Linked DNA regions of Mus musculus: region 2 is linked to region 1. A link is a contact called in public HiChIP or PLAC-seq data. All regions are on one chromosome and are shown on one strand. Each heading gives the region's core, a stretch centred on a gene start, on an enhancer-like site or on the middle of the called end of the contact. The rest is flanking DNA. Distances are from core to core; before and after follow the strand shown.

Region 1 (7,396 bases), core at 4,753-7,252:
GTGCAGAAAGAAGATAAGAAGCGACAAAAAGAACAATTGTCATTTCTCTGCAGATGCAACCCTTGACTGAGTCACTGCTTATCAATACACCATGGATAAAACAGAAAAACAGTATTTTCTCCATTCTTACAGCTGTCCCTTGACACTACAGCTTGCCAGCCCCATTCTCTTGTCACTTCTTCCCTTGATTGCAAATATCCAACAATTGTGACTTCATCCCCACCATTTCCCCTGGGCCTTCCAGGACTGGGTGCAATCAGAGACAGATGAAGCTAGGATTTACTCAAGACTGAGGCAGATTTCCTCCAACTTCAAGTTCTTTAGACAGAAAAAGCTCCACATAAAACAAAATCTCTCAAATGCCTTATACTTAGCTTATGTCCTTCAAGAGCAGCCTTTCCTAGAACTTTGTCATTGCTTTTTCTATGTTGTGTTAAATATACCCAGCGTAACACAAAAGGCAAGACTCACCCTCAAACATGGAGCTAATAAACCATACCAATGAGAACATTCTTAATCTCTTTGGGTAGTCTTTTAGCGATTCTCAGTTTCTAGTATTGATATTCTACTCAACATCCTTGCATATAGATATACATGGGAATGTAGAATACCCAAATTAGCACTGTTTTCCTGACATAGTCAAAACGTCCACTAAGAAAAGGCTAGTCATGTAAATATATATGCTACCTCTCAACCAACCCTTACCTAATTCATACTAGCTGTATACTGCTAATTCTATTCCCCCATTAAAGTTTGATGTGCTTAAAATAGACTGTCTACTATCTAGAAAACCATCAACAATTGCAACAGAGTCGAAGGACAATGGTCCTGAAGAGAGTCAATCTGTCCTGTCTCTGGACATACAAACTGCATTAGAATCTCACACACACATAGTACTACTATTTCAACACCTGTTGCCCTGGAAAGATAGTAAGTCTTCCTCCCCAGCCCCGGCCCAAAGTCTCAGGATTTCATTTTCAGTGTCCCCCCATTCTAAAAATACTGAGTGAGTGATAGAGATCTGCCAAAGACCTTGAGCCATCTGCTTCATTCTGCTCATGGTGATTATTTTAGGGATGGGAGGAGATCAGGCTAGAATAAGAAACATATATATATATATATATATATATATATATATATATATATATATATATATATATATATATATATTTTACACACACAGGGTAACAGCCAGGAAGACTGTCCTCCCTGGGGGGTAGAGGTATGCAACTGTAAAGCAAGAGGTCAGAGCACAGATGGAGACCCAGGACTTCCCCAGTGCTACAAAACACAATCATCTAATGGGGAACAACTGTTTTACAGCATTCTCAAAATAAACCAGGACTTCTGCCTCCTGTTTCCATTGTCCCCAGTAACACAAAGTGAGGCCCACAAGTGAGGAAATGGGATTTCCATTTTGGTCTTCCAAGATGGATATTCTAAGTGGCTTGGGTCTTTGGGGGTGGGGGTAGGGTTGCTTTTGAGCACTACTATGCTACGGCTTAGAGGATAAAAGGTTCTGAGCCATGATTTCTCTCTCACATTTTTAAGGGGTTCTAAATTCAAAAAGAGTTTAAAGGGCATCCCGAGGTAAGAAACAAGAGAGAACCCCTTCTGGGAGCGGTCATCCCACTTAAATGCTTACAATGAACTATCTCCTAATCCGTGTGCTACGTATCATTTGCCTATGCTTCATCAGATGAAAACGGAAGGTTCTATGACAATGTTTCTTGGACAATTTAAGCAGCAAACAATCTATACAAGTTGATCTCAAGTGTGTGTACAGGTGATAATTTAATAGGTCCTGTCCCAGAATTCAGGCTGCTCACCAGTGGCAAGGGTTCATTTGTAAGCCTATTTTAGTCTTCTGTTAAGTATATAACGCTTACTACTAAGATGTTAGTGCTAAAATCCCCTGACATTTGAGCTGACACATCACTTAAAAGACACTTGCCTGCGATGAACTCGTAAATTGGCTCTACAAGGCCTGTCACTCTGCCATGTCTACAGACCTCTCTCCCATGGCCACCCAAAGGCAACCAAGGCCAAAGATCAGTCCACTGGGTTATTTCCTTAATGTGCAACATTCTCTTGTAGCAAATGTGTTTCCAGTCCTGGAACGTGGACAATCCTCTATCTGCCCTGCAGACTCCTGTTTCCTTCTCTCCCCCAGATGGAGTCATAAAGATGGAGTCCCACACTGTGGGGTTTACTCAGCAGGTTGGCAGACACTCCCCACCTACATCTGTCTGGAAATCTTTCACTTAAATTCACATACATTGGTGGGAACAGCTCCACTATCACCCCTGGGACAGTCTCCCCACAGCCAGCTGAATAATCAGGTTTGCTGCCTGTGGACTCTTTTCAACTGTCATTAATTGTTAAGCCAGTGACTAGAGTTCTTACTCTCTTAGAAAGGGGGCCCATACTAAGAAAGCCAAAGGGAAGTTTTTCAATCTAATATTCAAGGTTAAAATGCAGGGATTAATAGAACTGATTGAACCAAGCTTCAGGACACCAAGTACAGACCAGACCTATACATTTTCAAAGGAACAACTGTTTTCAGTTCACAAACACGGTGACTATGATCAATTCAAGATGGGGACTGACTTCACGAAAGTTACTCTGCCTACTCTTGAAACTCTACTAAGGACAAAGTCACAAGGGTCCAAATGTGTTACTGGAGGCCCATGTTGATGTCCCTTCCCTAAACAACAAGGCTTCCAATTGGTTTTCTTTTGCTTTTGGTTTTTATGAACCACCACTCACTGTAAAGGTCTAAGAGAGAGTGATGGGTAGGGCCAGAAATATATAGACCAGTTAGGTTTCTGCCCTGCCTCTAAAGACAGAATTGGCTCCAATACCACTGGGCGAGCAGGCTACTTAGATTAGTAACTGGGCCAGTGCAAAGAGCACATGGTGTTAGTAAGGAAAGGGTCCAGAGAAAAACCCTGCAAAGAACAGGAGTTAATCTTTCTGGTTTAGGTCTCAGATTCTTTTTTCTTAATGGGGCTCGGGACACCAAGGAGACTGAAGTACTAAGTTGCTGGTGTCGTCTGCCTCACTATGGAAGAGATGGGACACATCTCAACTCTCCTTGGGTGGTCTGGGATTCTGTCTCAAAGCTCATCACATGAGCACACTAACTCATCAATGTTTCTCTTCCCTGGGGTAAACTGATGAAGTTCACCAGCCCTGGGGTCCACACAAGTTTGTTTTCTTTGAGGCAGGCAGAAGCCAGACTATGCCTTCCCCTTAGCTATCTATTTAGGGCTGTAGAGAAGGAAGCAGGCCTATGGGAAGATGAAGATCCCAGAGCCCCAAAGACAGAAGTCTCTTCCCATAAATTCCCCAGCCCTGACATTGCAGGATTAGGCTATAGTAAGAAAAATCAGCAAATGAGAATTAAGTCTCAATTTACAAAAACTTATTAAAATGCATCTAAGTAACTTGTGCACAGTGGAAGTATAAAGGAGACCCAAACAGCTTAAAAATGACCATCTTTGGTTGTCCCATCCACTGGCAAAGTATAAACTTTTTACAGAAGGGATTTTTCTTTGTTATGGTTTGTTTAACCCTCGTGTGCTAATCCTGGATTTGAATTTGTACAAATGGGTACCTGGGTGTATGTGCACACAGGTTAAGAAACCAGAAAGCAGAGCATGAGAAGAAAACAGGAGATGGGGGTGGGCAGAAAGAAGAGAATATAATGGAATTGCATGGCAGGAGATGCAGGAGGGGCTGCCGGATGCATGGGGTGGGGGGCAGGAGGAAGGAGAAGGGAGGGGGGAGAGGGGAGGAAGACACACTAACTAGTAAGAACAAAAGTACACATAAAAATGTCACAGTGACTACTTTATATGCTGCCTTTACAAACTAATAAAAGTTTTTATCTAGAGGGCTGAAGATACCATCAACCCACTAATCACGGAGTTTATACCCAGGAAGAGAGAAAGGAGGAAGAGGGAACAATAGCTGGAGAAGGCTGGCAAAACCACCTCAGCTGGAATGGGAAGTATAGGAACCTCAAAGTGCCACAGAGGAAGGAGCTGTGCAGGCACAGCTGGGGTGGGGTGGGGGGGGGGGTGTCAGGGGGCAGAGCGTAGGGCCTATCACCACACAAGTGTCCTCTGTCACAGGTTTGTACTCCCTCCCCCAACACCATCACCAACCCCCTTCTCCTCCTACAGAGTGGACTTGGGAGGTGGGTAGGGGAAAGAAGGGTCTGGAGTGACTCCATTCTGACAGTCTCACAGGCTTCTGAGGGATGAGAGGGAGATGGGAGAAGAGAACCCATGAAAGGCTAGTTATCTTTGCAGACCCTTGTTCTGCCACTCGGCATCCATCACACGTGGAAGAAAAGGACAACTGTCATCTCAAGGGGAGCCCAACGGATAGGCCCACCCAGAAACTACAAATGTTGAGTCCCAGACTGGCTCGGAAGCTGGGATGGTTCATCTTTGTTTTAAGATGACTATTTCTTGGTGGACACTGGGTAGCCCTGTGTGAGATGAGTGGCGGAGAGGCAGCCTGACAAGCCAGACAAAAGCCTTTGCAATTAGGAGCACATATTCTAACGTCAAAGTCAGGGGTGGAGACTGCTCCTTTGTGACAGATGAGAACATATTCCCCACTCCACCCTCCCTGTAAATCCCTGCTGGCTGGCCTTTAGACCTCTGTAGGGCCACCATTCTATAGCTGATAGGCGATCGCTTCCCTTGCGATTCTCAGAATAGGGCATGGGCAACCAGAACTCTAATTAGCAGCATGTCCTTTTGTCCCAATAAAACCATCGTTCGGGGACAGAAAAGAAAGCCTGGGTCCTTTCTAGGAAGTGAGGGGGTACAGGTTAATACTGAGAAAAACAAAAGCCATCTGGGTTACAATGAGGAGAGGAAGCTAGATCTATGAGTTAAGACTTGCAGGAAGAGACTTATAATCTATACTGTCCAGAGGGGATTCTCAAGGCTTGGGTGGGTTGGGTAGCCTCACACAGTGATTTCACAAGATAAACAGGAAAGGGCCAAGAATGTGGACACCTACACGTCTGTCAGATGGCCTGGATGATCTGAGGGTCTAATTTTTGATGCTGAGAATCTATAGAGCCTGAGTTCTGCTAGCTTCTGAGTAGACCGTTTATACACAAGGTAGACAAAAGGCAGGGGCTATGTGCTGTCAGCAGAGAGAGGGACAGAGAATGGTGACATGGAACCCAGGTTTTAGCCTATCTGGAGGCATGAGGTGAGAGAATGAGGGGAGAGAGAGAGAAGGTACAGATTAAACTGGAGGCCCTTCAGGCATATCAGAGCAGACTCAGGGAGCAGTAAGTGGTCTTTGGAGGTCAGGGCCTGGCAGCAGCAGACTGCCTAACAGAGAGGCCATCAGTCACCGCTCCCTCCTATAGGGAAGCTCCCAGTGACTCTTTCCACAGTGAGTCCAGGACTAAAATCACCACAGCACACATTTGACAGGCACTTAAAAAATGACAACCTGTGTGCTATTATTATTTTTTTTTAAAGCTCAATCAATGGATGGCTATCCAGAACCTAGACTCTGTGATTTGAAAAAGTGAACTTTCTGTATCTGCAAAGCAAACTGTTCGTGTAGAAAAATGAATGTGAAATGCAATAGTATTTCATTATCGCGCCTTTACAGTTCTTGTCTGATTCGTTTGTTGTTGTTGTTTTTTTTTTAACGCTAGTAAACATGTTATTGGGTTTCTGCTTGTCTTTTTTAACTGTTATGTAAAGAAAGGAGGGGACATTTCTAAGCTTCCACATGAGGGGAGGAATATAAGGGAATGAGGGAGAATGCTTAAAAGGAAAGAAACACTAATTAGGCAGCTCTCTCTCTCTCTCTCTCTCTCTCTCTCTCTCTGCCTTAAATCGCCCCACCCCATCCCCCATTCATAGCTTTAGGTCCTTTGTGTAACAGACCATTACAATCATACGCACAGCACTGTTCAATGGGAGAGGAATGTGAACTCTCTAAGTAGACGTCCTGGCAATCCACATGTGTGGTCCCTCCCCCAACACAGTGGGGCCCCATCTGCCCTTCTGAGCTCCAAGCCTCCTACAGGGCAGGCAGCCAGCTTACAATAACCCCAACTTCCCATTGAGGCATACAGGCAGCCCCTTCCGGGGACCTATAGCCGCCTCCAAGCCTCTCTGCCCTTCCCCAGGTTGGTGCCCATCCTGGATGGGCCTGTCCCCTTTGACCCCCTTAAGACAGGTGTCTCCTAAGCCCTTTTCTTTCTTTAGCCTGTGAGCTCTCGCCTGAATGCTAGGCAGACACATTCCAGATCCCCCTGTTATCTGTCCTCTGAAGTCACATGTACTCTAAACAGAAGACACAAGTCAAAGATTCCTCTTCTCTAGCCTCCTCAAACAAGTTCTCCGGGCCTTTGTCCATTCTTGACAGATAATGGCTGACCCTTTTGGTATGAACTTTCTTGAAGTACCTTGGACCTCCATCACATCCCTGCATTCCTGAGTTTGCCATGTGCTTCCAAGCAACTTTGTTTTTTGAGGCTGTGTATCCCTGGCTGGCTTGGAACTCTGTAGGCTTTGTACTCATGGATTCCAATTGCTCTCTGCCTGCCAAGGGCTGGGATTAAACACATGTGCACCACCACGCCTGACCCAAGCACTTCTTATGAAGCATGTACAGAGAAGAATAATTCTTAAACTTCCGTACCTTCTGTGAGAGCAGGAAAGCCAGCTGTGAGGCAGATATTATGGAGTTCTGTAGAAGTCTGAAGACTCAAACCTGTGAGAAGAGACCTTGGACATCGTCAGAGAATGAAGCTAGAATATTCTCCCATGATTCTACCTCCCAGACCTTCTTTCGTGAGCATATGCCCCCTTTCTGCCCAGGTGTGGTATAAAAGAGGTTCCCTACTGCACCTCAATAGATGGTCTTTATTTAAAGTATATCCTTTGTCCTACATGCAACTGGATTAGAACTCTGAAGCTTCCCTTAGCTTTCTGACAGTGGGGGAAAAAAATGAAATTGCTTACACAAGATATTCAAAACAGCACTCGGAGGAAATGGTGTTTCTTTTAAAACAACAATATTAAAATGCCATAAAGCAGGTATGCAAATCTAGGCAGTAACAGCACTTGAAACAAAATTATGAATGGAAAGAAAGCAGCAACTGGGTGACATGCATTTGACAGTTTTGTGCAAGCATATAGATTTAGCAAATTTGCAGTGCAGAAAAGGCAGACATCTCTAAGTTGAATATGTAGATAAGTGGGTACTAAAATGACTGCATTAGAATTAGCAGGAAAGGTCTTTTGTTTGTTTTTTGTTTGTTTTGTTTTGTTTTGTTAATAGCAGATTCCAAGGCCACTTCACAAATCAGCACAGACTGAAACAACGTGATGGGAGCATG
Region 2 (6,892 bases), core at 2,678-5,177, 300 kb before region 1:
ATTTCTGTTTGAGATTACATTTGTCCTACCATCCACATAGTGTTGAACGTTGAAACGGGACATGGATGGGTCCAGCAGCAGGAGATTTGAAGCTAAGGTCCTCAGTAGTAATTCATGGCAAAGGCATACTTTTGTCTCTTCTTTAAAATAGAACATAAATCTAGGAAACACGTTATCATGTGTTTGGATGAGACCTCAGCCTTCTACATCATATTAAATGGAAAAGAAATTGTTTTTTGGTTTTTTTTTTTTAATCTGAGCAATTAAGATGTTTGTCACTGTAGAGTCACGTTTCCTCCTAATTAGCCAGCCAGCTCAGCTAATTGCCTCTCCTGGTTCACATCATCCGAGTGAAGACAATCATGTCTTTGCCACGAAGGAAAGACGTGATGATTATGCTAAAGTTTAAATCAAATTACTTGGAGCAGGGAGGAAATAAGGGAGGGAGGAAGGGAGGGGGGGAGGGAGGGAGGAAGGGAGGGAGGGAGGAAGGGAGGGAGAGAGAGGGAGGGAGGAAGGGAGGGAGAGAGGGAGGGAGAAAACACATGAGCTGTAACAGGCTCAGCCCTGTTCTATATCATTTGAGTTTTCATCTTGTTTCTCTAAAGAAACCATCATGCTTTTATTTGGGGCAGTGAAATATGATACTGACATCTTAGAAGCATTTATAGACTGCATCAAATCATTCAGATCAGTCTGCAACTTGTTTCTGTCCATAGAATCATAGGGTGATATTAGACAAAATTTCTTCCAAGTTTATACCAATACAAACTGCTCCCTTTAATTAATCTCTCCACGCTATCAAAGTATTTTTGAAAGCAATTTATTAAGCAACAATTGTACCTACATTCTCTGAAATTTTCATGTAACACTAGATTAAAAAATAAATATGGATTTAGTCAGAAAAAAACACTTTGATGTCTTTTAATGGACATGTTCAATGAGCTGATGAGATATTGGAACAAACAGAGAATTTTCTTAGCATTGTGCATTTGTCTCTGGTGCTGGGCTTAAGTCCCAAAGGCCCGTGCATGCTAGGCAAGCTCTCTACCTCTGAGCTCCATCTCTACCCAGCCTTTTCATCCGGCCCTAAAGAACTCCATCTTCAGGGTTACTGAAAGTAAAGTTTAGCCCCACAGTCAGCACAAATTCTAAACGTTACTGGCAGAGAACAATCTTGGGAAGGTTTTTTCGTACTTAAGATAATTGATCCTATACATGGATAGAGTTACAAGATCCCAGTTTAGAAGGTTTCTGGCATTGACAAATGTGGAAAGATATTCCCAGTTATAAACTGATACTTAGCAAAATTGTCCATAGAAATATGTACACCTACAAGTGCTCAAAGTTATAATCCAGGCACAATATACCTCATTAACCTAGTGACTCAGTCGTCTTCGCGTATTTTAAGATAGTTTGTTCTTAGAAAATGGAACCATTTTTTTTTCTTTTTTTGCCGAGGCTCTCTCTCTTCTCTCTTCTCTCTCTCTCTCTCTCTCTCTCTCTCTCCCTCTCTCTCTCTCTCTCTCCCTCTCTCTCTCTCTCTCTCTCTTTTCTCTCTCCTCTCTCCTCTTTCTTCTTCTTTACATCCAATTACATCCAAATAGGGAAATGTCATTAAAGTTGATGGGTTGAGGGATCAACAGAGAGGGAGAGAGAGAGAGGAAAGGAAGATAAAAAACATGAAGGATATTTTAAAAGGTCACAGGAAACATTTTATAAACTTACACACACACACACACACACACACACACACACACACACATATATATATAACACATGTATATAATTTAAATGGAATTATGCCCCACAGGTGATAATTCTCCCCTCAAGAGCTATAGACCAAGTAACAAAAACCCCAGTACCAGGTATGAACAAAGCATTCAAACTGTTAGTTGTTAGTTAGGGGCTCTGAGAGACTTCGAAATGTAGACTACTGCCATTGCTTTTGGATGACACCCAAAGCTTGAAGACAAGGCCAGATTGATGAAGACACCACACTTGCTACAGAACTGAGCTGGACTTGTTCTGGAAGCCTGCTCTCTGAGCACTAGATCTTACAACGTTGGAAGGGACTGTGTGAGCTGCCAAGGGACAAAAGCAATTGATAGTCCTACCCAGCTTTAAATCTTTCAAATCACAGCAAACTGGCTTAGCACATGGGGTGCCTAACGCAGGAAAAATCCATCTACAACTACAACATAACCCTTATACCTAAGGATCAGTAAAAATCTTGGAAGAGGGGTAGGAAGATTTTAAGACCAGGGGACCATGACACCTGCTCTAGACATGACAGGGAGGCTACACTCATGAAACCCCAACAATATGACTGCCTAAATAAGACACAGTAAGTAAGTAAGACAGACAGGCAGACAGACAGACAGACATGACTGCCTACGTAATGATAGCACCAGTTGGTGTGCCAGTGTGGATGGGGGAAATGTCATAAACTCATCTGCAGAGGAAGAGCTACAGGCATTCATTCACTGGCTGCAGAGAGGGAGAATTTAGTTTCTTCATCGTTGGGCCCCCGATCAATTATCCAAACTCAAGTGATCATCGCTAAAGATATACATACAAACAACACCAAAGGGATTCAGTAAGTCTCTCTCTCTCTCTCTCTCTCTCTCTCTCTCTCTCTCTCTCTCTCTCTCGTGTGTGTGTGTGTCTGTGTGTGTGTGTGTGTGTGTGTGTGTGTGTGTGTGTGGTTTGTGTGAGAGACGGGCAGGGGGAGAGGGAGACAATAATTAAAGAAGAGATAATGAAGTTATAAATTTGAGAGGGAGTGGGGAGCCAGGAAGTAGTTAACACAAAGAGAGGGAATGTAAATACAGCATCCAAGCATCTCAAAAACGATACGAGAACACAAACAAGTTGATAGCCACATCCTTCAAAGCAGGAAAAATATGTGTTTAGAAAGGGAAAAAAACTCTGACTTTCTGAAACCGGTATAAGAAGACATTTTTTTAAATGCTGAGAATCCTAACTATAATTAATCTGAATCCAAGATCAAAATGTCTCACAAGTTAGACTTTCTTTTAGTAATAATTTGAACTCAGCATTGAAGGTGCTCCCGTTGTTTTAATGTGATAGTTTGCTGGTACTGTCAAAGCATAAACCGCGGGCTCTGTGGCTTCAATGGTAGAGATTTGTTTTCTCACAGACCTGAGATTAGGAGGCTTGTGATAAACATGTTCACAAGAGTCCTTTCTTCTAAGATCTCTCTCCCTGGTTTGTAGATGGCAGTACTGTCTATGGTCTTTTCTTTATGTGTTCGTCCCTAGTGTCTCTTTCTGAATACAAATTTGAACAGGGACACCAATCAGACTGAATTAGAGCCTGCCCTAATAACATCATTTAATTTGATCATCTCTTTAAGGGCCTTCTCTAAATACAGTCACATCTGAGGAATTTAAAGATATGAATTGGACATTGGAGACATCGTTCAGCCCAACATACTGTGTTTGACAAAATATTTAACATCACTGAACATAACCAAACACATTCCAGATCATTCTAAAATGGAGCAAAGATGGTCTGAAAGGAGCGCATAGCAAATCACCTCTCAGTTGCAAAAGTAGGTGGAAAATTCCTAAACAAAATACATTGAAAAATGGTAGTGATCAAGCTAAGGTTGAGTTTATTACAGAATGTTGCAGTCATTAAACCTCTGTGCTCAGCAATTAAAATCTGTGGTGGCAGGGCTTTCAAAGGCAGTCCTGGTTCAGGGTGATTAAACAAAAGACATTTATGTGAAAGTAGATTTGATTTTCTCAAGAGCTGGAAGTCTGAGTGGCCTCATATTCATTAAAACCCACAGGTCCTTTTGAGAAGTAGAGGTTTTACGTTGCCCCTGCTCTTGCCTTTGTCTTGCGCTCATTAAAACTTCTCATGTGCTACAGATGCCTTTGAGGAACTCCCCACCAAAGCTGAAGCTCCTACATTCATAAAAGCATCCCGAGCTTCCCACACAGCCTAATGAGCCCCTGGCTGCATTGTTCAGAGGAGAAAGCCAGTCTGTGACTTCGGTGTGCTTGTGGAGCAAATGTCTGTCAGCCTGTGGCTGCTTAAGTCTCATATTTTAAGACACTAATGGAGAGGAACGTAGCATTTCACCTCTCCCATGTTATTTACGTGCTGTGATATAAAAACCAGTGTTAGGAAGCTAATTACAGCATCCTCGGTTGCACAGTACATGGGCATTTGTGAGTGTGAGTGGGTGCTGCTGCAGAGGAGAAAGAGAGCAATGAGACTCAGTGAGCCTTTTAAGCTTAGATATCATTTTCAGAGTTCGATATCTAGCTATTATCCTTATCATCTATCATATGCTTACCTGCCTATTTATCCATCTATCACACACCATCTATCTACCTATCTCTCTGTCTGTCTATATGTCTGTCTGTCTGTCTGTCTGTCTATTTGTCTATTATTTATCCATTCATTCATCCATTCACTCGCCTAGCATCTGTCTGCCCATAGGGACAAACTGTCTTAAACACACGAGCCTTTAAAGAAAGGACAAGCTGTATGCCCTACTAGCTGAGGTTACCATGGTTTTTAAAAATGTCAGATCACTAGCAGGGTCTCTTATGATGTACATGTGTCTCTCCCCACAATCCATGGCAACCCTGCCTGTGCTGCCTGCCCGAAATATTAGCAGACTTTTCACCTGTTGCATTTGTGCCTGTGACACTTTCTTTAGCCCAGATATCAGGGGCTTCAGTATTCACTTCTGCAGACAAGAATAACAGGGTGGAGTGTGCCGGCAAGTCCTGCCATGTTCTAAGCTGAAATGGAGGTGTATCTTTAATGAGAAGGTAGAATGTATGGAGATGAGCAGGTGATAACTTAGCCTTTATTTCTATGTAACGGATGTGAGCCTTGGTTGCACACTTGCCCCACACATTAAAGAGCTGGGATGACTCTCTGGGTATGATCTCCTGCATTGTTTGTTCTCTAGAACCTTACCCAACTCCCGAGGAAGCCACACTTAAAGAAAGCAAGCACACATTCACTGAGTGTTTTACACCCAACATCGTCATGCAGACTGGACTGTCAGACATAGTATTCCAGAGGACGCTGTTCATAAGGACCAGCCCTCAGCAGGTTGATTCCCTGAAGTGGCCACCCACCTGCCTTCTTAGGACTGGTTTGTGCCTTTGGGCTATCCTTGACATAGCGCCCTCCTTTCTATCCAACTTGTCTCTGAAGCCTGCCTGCTGTCTTTAGAGTTTCCAATTCATTGCCTATATTGTACAAGAAAGCTGTTTGTAAGAGTCACTAACTCATGAGATTTATCTATTTGAGAAAAGAAACTGTGTCTCTCGTGTATGTTCAGTGAATAGACATATTCATTCCATTCATATTATCATCCATATATTCATTTATATTGATCACCTGCTAAATGACAGATACGTGTTAGATCCTGGGGAAAGTCCATGGTGGTCGCTTTCTCTCAGGTAACCCTGGAGGTGATGCAGCCATTCAGTTTGTTGCACTTCCTGGCATTTAAGTAGCCAGAAAAATGTGATCTTCAGGAGGGAAAAGATGTCTAACTTTCCAGAAAGAGAAGGCAGCCAGGTTGAACTTGGAAGCAAAGGTTGATTGATAGATAAATGGTATCTACATTTCTTAGAGATTATTGACTCTTCTTCATTTCTGATTCAAATAAGCAAAGGGACTCTCAACTCAGCATTAACAGCAACTGTATTTAAAGGTTAGATGTATCTTTCTGTCTCAATTGCTGATCTGCTGCTGTGACAAAATACCTCACCAAAAGCAACCTCAGGAACTTGGCTCATAGTTCGAGGTACAGTACAACATGGTGGTAAAGCCAAGACAGCGGGAGCTTGAAATGTTTGATAATTGCTTATCTATCATGTCTATGTATAGATGTATGCATGTATGCATGCATGCATCTATCTGTCTATCTATCTATCTATCTGTCTGTCTATCTATCTATCTATCTTCTGTCTGTCTGTCTACCATCTATCTGCCCATTGCTTCACTTATCATCTGTAGAAACAAACTGTCTTAAGTTCAGAAACATTGCATCCACAATCAGGAACAAGAGGACAAGAGCTGTGCTCAGCTCACTTCTTCCTGTTATTATAGTCCAGTACCCAAGCCCAGGGGCGGGTGCCACTCACTTTTAAGCTGGGTCTTCATACCTCCAATACCCAATGAAGATGCTCTCTCACAAGCTTACGCAGTGGCTTATCTCTTAAGTGATTTGAGATCCTGACAAGTTGCAAATTCTTATTAACCACCTTACTTTCCGTGTACCTTTGCTTGTAAAAACCCAACACGGAAAAACTATATCTAAACAATATAATGCTAACTTAGTTTTACCTGTGGAAGACCTTGTCTACACTCAAATAAAAATAAATAAATTAAAAAACAAACCCTCCTGTAAATGCAAAACATTTCGATGTTTGTAAAATGATTCCTGCAATATGTGATTAAGTTCTTGCTAAATCATTGATCCGATCAAATTCCGAAAGCCCGTGAAGTGTTCACAGGGAGATTAAAAGTGTGGTGTCCTAGGAATTTCCCCCACATCAGCTCATTTCCAAATGCTGAAGTGGGGTCAGGGTGGAAATCAATGGTGAAGTGCTTTCGTAGCTTGCAAACCTGGGGCTGAAGCTAAAGCTCAATTTGAAGAGCACTTGCCTAGCACATGAAAAGCCCTCGATTCGATCTATAGCATCACATAAAACCTGGTGTGGTGGTATAGTTCTAGCACGTAGGAGGTGGAGGCAAGAGGATTATGAGTTCAAGGTTATCCTCAGCTATAGAGTTTGAAGCCAGCCTAGGCTATACGAGACTCTGCCTCAAAAAGCACCAAAGCCAAAGAGATACACAGGATCAAAACTGATAGCATTTCCTGTGT

Evidence for each region. HiChIP or PLAC-seq counts read pairs in DNA pulled down with a chosen protein or histone mark.
Region 2: a contact with region 1 is called in an H3K4me3 HiChIP or PLAC-seq map of embryonic basal ganglia, with 3 times the contacts expected there. The contact joins two enhancer-like sites. A contact is called at or near these places in 2 of 484 Hi-C or Micro-C datasets (bone marrow-derived macrophages and stem cell-derived cardiac mesoderm), 13 of 115 datasets of contacts at active chromatin or transcription factors (the NIH/3T3 cell line, a beta-TC-6 cell line, cardiomyocytes and 8 more) and 3 of 9 other capture datasets (adipose tissue, embryonic stem cells and liver).

What each region holds. Positions count from the first base shown.
Region 1 is chr10:13,116,082-13,123,477 of GRCm38.p6, reverse strand. Plagl1 (pleiomorphic adenoma gene-like 1) reads right to left here. Exons shown (of 6, transcript NM_009538.3): 4 at 6,697-6,782. Among named protein-coding and RNA genes, the nearest start is that of Hymai, 29 kb to the right of the region's middle. Within about 2 kb of position 6,002, at least 52 of the 459 cell types and tissues checked have an H3K27ac peak or open chromatin away from gene starts, as enhancers often do. A contact at or near this core is called in embryonic basal ganglia, where this site is marked.
Region 2 is chr10:13,412,941-13,419,832 of GRCm38.p6, reverse strand. The region is part of intron 1 of Phactr2 (phosphatase and actin regulator 2); the gene reads left to right. Among named protein-coding and RNA genes, the nearest start is that of Phactr2, 58 kb to the left of the region's middle. Within about 2 kb of position 3,927, at least 14 of the 459 cell types and tissues checked have an H3K27ac peak or open chromatin away from gene starts, as enhancers often do. A contact at or near this core is called in embryonic basal ganglia, where this site is marked.